2 separate regions of the Arachis hypogaea genome follow, and region 1 is linked to region 2. The links are chromatin contacts, called in public Hi-C maps. All regions are on one chromosome and are shown on one strand. Each heading gives the region's core, a stretch centred on a gene start, on an enhancer-like site or on the middle of the called end of the contact. The rest is flanking DNA. Distances are from core to core; before and after follow the strand shown. Region 1 holds the start of LOC112801532. Region 2 has its middle 40 kb from the start of LOC112804351.

What was found. A called contact is a pair of places that touch in the nucleus more often than the background predicts.
Region 1: a Hi-C map of leaf shows a contact between it and region 2, with 1.9 times the contacts expected there. The contact joins the promoter of LOC112801532 here to the enhancer-like site in region 2. A contact is called at or near these places in 2 of 8 Hi-C or Micro-C datasets (both in leaf).

The regions. Positions count from the first base shown.
Region 1 is chr5:44,317,775-44,320,474 of arahy.Tifrunner.gnm2.J5K5, reverse strand. It overlaps LOC112801532, which reads right to left and starts at 1,284. Exons shown (of 1, transcript XM_025844321.3): 1 at 380-1,284. The coding sequence starts at 1,120. The coding sequence ends at 554.
Region 2 is chr5:44,057,925-44,060,624 of arahy.Tifrunner.gnm2.J5K5, reverse strand. No RefSeq gene overlaps it. Among protein-coding and RNA genes, the nearest start is that of LOC112804351, 40 kb to the right of the region's middle. Within about 2 kb of position 1,299, at least 1 of the 3 cell types and tissues checked has open chromatin away from gene starts, as enhancers often do.

The DNA of each region.
Region 1 (2,700 bases), core at 35-2,534, 260 kb before region 2:
ATAATAATAATAATAATAATAATAATAATAATAATAATAATAATAATAGAGAAATTTTTAGAGACTAATAAATTTTAGTATATTTTGCTATTATTTAACTTGTATAATTATTAAATTATTTTTAATAAATACATTTTATTAATTTATGTGTAAAAAATTTAAAAATATAAATAAAAATTATATTTATTTATATATATAAATTTTAATAAATATAGATATAAATTATATATTTTTTATATGTAAATTTTTTATAAATATGAATGTAAATTATTACTGATTAAATATTGACACATAATAATATTTATTAATTATGTAGTATTTCTGATAATAATAATAATAATAATAATAATAATAATAATAATAATAATAATAATAATAATAATAATAATAATAATAATAATAATAATAATAAAAAGCATCCCATAATCTTTACAAAAGAGAGCTTAAAAAAATGAAAAAACAAACGAAAGAAATTGCTACCATTTTCTATGTCATTAACCGCCCACTAGTTTAATTTTTTTTTTCCTTTCTCCCTTTTTCTAAATTTGAGTTCCTATTGTTCCCAAAGAAAGAGTTCAGATTGTAACAAAGTATAGTAGTTAGCTGCCTCATCTTCAAGCTCCCACAAATTGTCACATAATGAAGAAAATCCATTATTATTTTCACCCTCTCCATATTCTCCGTTGTTATTGGTTCTAAATCCAAATTCACCAAAATCTAGGGTTGACCCATATTCATCACCGCTACTTGGAATCCCAAGTTCATCATCAGAGGCTTGGAGAAGGTGTCTCATGACCCTCTCCTTATCATTTTCCTCCTCCTCCTGATGAATACTTGTGAGGGTATTTTGGTCATTTGGGTTAGTCGTGTGGAGAGTATTTTGGTCATTTAGTTGAGATTGGTGGCTGTTGTTGTTGGAAGGTGTACAAGTGATTTCTTGTTGGAGGGTTGTCATCAAAGGAGAGAGATCTTGTGTAGATTCCTCTTCCTCGGACTCAAGAATTGTAAGTATGTGGTTGTATGGTTTGTTCCTCTTTGTGTTTGAGCACTCTTCAAAATCTACTTCCCCTTCTAATTCATCTCTAGGCCTCTTTTGTACCACACTATTAATTTTGTCCATTTTAATTTGCCAAGAGAAACAGAAAAAGAAGACGAGTTGCGAATGAAATTGAACCAAATATGATTCAAGACTTCAAGTGTTTTTTTTTTTTCAATTGAAAGAAGTGCTTAGAAGCAACGTAGGTTAAAGGGAAGAAAGAGGACGAAGCAGAGGATGAGGAGAGAGAGATGGGGGTTGAGAACATTATATAGGAGAGAGATAAGAGAGTAATGGTCAAAACAAGGGGAAAAGAAATGCAAAGGTGGGGAATAATTAATTTAATTGTGGGGGAGAAAAAAAAAAAACAACTTTGTAAAGTCAGTTGGTGAGACTAGACTTGAGTAGGAGAGAGAAATATGCCTGGAAGATTTCAAAAAAGGGGAAAAATAATATAAAATTAATTAATGAAAGATTGAACAGATTTTGTTTTTGGTATTGGAATAGTAACGGTGTTTTTTTTAAAATGTGGGTTGATGGAGTGTTATTTTTAAATATGAAATTGTTTAATTAAATAAATAAAAATCGAATCGTCCGATTTGTGAAAAATACAGAAATCGGACCATTTGATTTGTGTAAATACAGAAATCATATCGAAAAATTTGTAAAATCGGATCGAAGGATTTGTGAGAGATAGAAATCGGACCGAGGGATTTTTGTTAAAAAATTTTAAAAAATTTGAGGTATAGAAATCGGATCCTCCTATTTATATATCTTTTACACTTTTAAAAAATACAAAAAATTATAATATTAAAATATATCACTACTTTTATTTTTATATAAAAAAAAAGGAAAAAGCCAAGATCGAAAGTGGGGAAGAAATTAAATAAAGGGAATTGTTGGACATGGATTTGGAGTGTTTTGTGTTGTCATATTTTAAGGGTTAGTGTTCCTTTTGCGTAAGCACCGTTGGATTAGATGGTGGATGGGAATGCGTGAAGGGTTAAGGCACCGACGGTGATGAATGGAACTAGTGGGAACTGGGAAGGCGTGGCGCTTTCCCTTTGCATGATTTTGAAGGCATGGAAAGGGCCAAATATAGGTACCGCTAATGCATAATGCAGGTAATATATGCCATAAAAGATAAAAGCATATATTCAAAATTATAATTATTAAAAGTTATTTTAATAAATATATTAAAATTTTAAAAATTTTATATATTCTTTATAAAAATTTAATTATGAACCTATACAAATATACATTGGCTAAATTTTTAAAGTATAAAATAGTTTATACTGTATCTTGAGATATACATACCACTTAAATAAAAAAATTTTATATTTTTAAAATTGAAAATATTTGTCTTTAACTTGCTATATCTATATTTAAAGATGATGACATTGCTAATTTTTCATTTTCGAATACCTAATTTGTTACGACATGATCCACAAGTTAAAACCCGAGCCGCTAAGAAGCACTGGACATCACACGTTTCATTTAAAATCTGTATTTTTTTTGTGTTTAAATTATATTTTAATAAAAAATAAAAAAAGTTAGATATATTTAAATATATTAGTATGTGTAATTTTATTTTTAATATATATTTTTAAAATAAATTTAAAAATAGTATATATTATTAATTATTATATTTAAAAAATATTAAA
Region 2 (2,700 bases), core at 50-2,549:
AGAACGTGACAGAAGAGATCGCAACAGCGGAGGTTCAACCTTTCTCTCACAATGGCAACGTTTCAACATATAAGGAGAGTTAGATTAGGGTTGAGCGTTTTATATACAGTCATAATGGCAGTTTAAAACCGCCAAAAAATCACTAAAAATTGCCATTTTGACGCAAAATAATTATGGCAACAAAATAAAATGCTATAATACTTGAATATTATGACGGGTCTATAAAATCCCATATTATTAATGTCATTTTAAACTATTTTTTGTAGTGATTATTCTATTTATTAATATGATAAGTCCTTAATTATAAAATATAATGCATTTGTTATTAATTTATTCATCATCTATAAATGCCTTATACCTTATTTCATATAATTGATAAAATTGAGACACAAAAGGTTATGTTTTCGTTTTTTAGTTTTATTTTTAGTATCTTTTATTTTTAGATTTTTTTAAAAAATATTATAAAAATAATAAAATTATATTTTCAATTTTTATTTTTATTTTTTTTACAAAATTTTAAAAATTAAAAATATTAAAAATGAAAACAAAAAGTAAAAGATGTAAACCAAATGTGCATCCAAACATACATGTTCTCTTCATTCTCTCTTGTTTCTAACAAGGACAACTGTTGTTGGAGATGTGTTTTTATTAATAGTTTACTAAAGATTTCTTAGCTAGTTCTATTAGTAACCGCCATTGAAGTTGTGAAAATCCACTACCATCTAACATGCTATTAACAGAACTAGCAAACATTTATGTTCTTCTCTTCATATGAATTGAAGTTTTAATAATATGACGATTGTCACAAGCGTGCGTGCATGAGGATAACTTCTTCCGATAAACCTAATCTCAAATCATTTTTAAATGGATAATCTTAGATAACCAATAACTTTTTTAAATAACATGAACAACTATCAATTAAATCAAAATATATTACACCTTTAAATTATTCTTCTAAATTTTAATATTAGAATAATTATTTTCACACTTAATACAATAAATATCCAATATATCCATTGTTCATATTATTTAATATTTTTATTGTCTATTTATACTTTTCTTTTTTAAATAGAGTATAGTTATCCTCACGATATAAACTATTTTGTCAACTATAAAATGTCAAGCACACAACGAGAGATGCCTTGTTAATAAAATATATATGTATATGTATTATGTATAGACCATATTTTTTAATCTAAACATGAAATAATTCAAAGTCAGAAAGGTGAGAATCCGACGTAACATCATACGATATCTCTATTTGCAATAATAATTGAGAGCTTGCTTCCACTCAAATAATGGTTATGAGTATTCCACGTTTATTTAAGTTTGTCCGCTCAAAGTGTAATTTTGAGTTGGGATACATACAACATATAGTTTTCTCATATTTATATCGTGTATATATAAAGTCTAAATAATTAAATACCACTCTTTTCAAAATTTATTATTCATTTTTTTTATAAACTACTTTTTATATGCCATTGTTTTCGCGCCATGTTGACATATTTTATTGTTTTTTGCTGAGTAGGAGGTTCTAAATGCAAAAAATGCTTTAGTATAAAAAATTTTAAATGGAGCCACACAAAAGGCTCTAAAGTCTAAACTAATCGGAACAATATCTTCAACACAAAAAAAATCCTAAATGTAAAGGCGTCCTCGGTACGAAAGTGCCTTAATTGATTTCGCAGAATAAATTGATAAAAATACACATAACATGAGCAGTTGAGCACATAAATAATTCGATTTTTTTTTTACAGTTTTTACTATTTATACGGTATTTATGTTAAAAGCAAAGACGATTTTGAAAATTGAACCAATCATAAAACCGTTTTAATTATTAATTTATTAATTTATTGATTCAGTTACAGTTCAATTAAAAAGTAAATTTATAATAAAATTATAAATATATATATTAAAATATAATTATAATTTAATATAAATTTTAAAATATTATATTTAAATTAAAAGTATTACATTAATTACAATATTATAATTTTATCTAAATACAAATTTAAAAATTAAATAACAAAAAAAATAATCAAACATAAAATATTAAAATTTGTTATCAATTATCAAAATCTGCCTAAATTTATTATAGATTTGTTTCGTTGAGATTATTGTCACCTTTATTTTTATCATTTGGATCAAAAAAATCAAGTGATACAACATATATAAATTGTATTATTACTACTGTCATTATCATTATCATTACTATTATTTTGATGAAAATTAACATCAATATTATTTAATGTATATTCATTATAAATAGATAGATAATACCCGGCCCCTTCTTATATCAAATGTTTTTTTATGAAGACAAAAAAATATCAATAATTTTATTTATGTTTAAAAAATTAAATTTTAGTTTAATAACTAATTAACTAATTAACTAATAAGTTAAAAAAATATTATCACTACTTAATAATTTTTTATTAAATTAATTTATTTATTTTTAATTTAATATTAAGTCAAATTTAACAAGATAAATATTATTGCAAGTTAAATTAAACAAAATAAAATTTCTTTCAACCATAAACTTCAAAAAAATCATCTATAACTTATTATGTGGGCAAATATAATATAATAAAGACAAATATATATAGTTATGTATACTTTTTTACTTTTGTTCAAAATTCCAATGGGGCAAGTGCCGGCTCTCTTCATAAGATGCCCACTCCACCCCTAAATGATCTCTTTTTA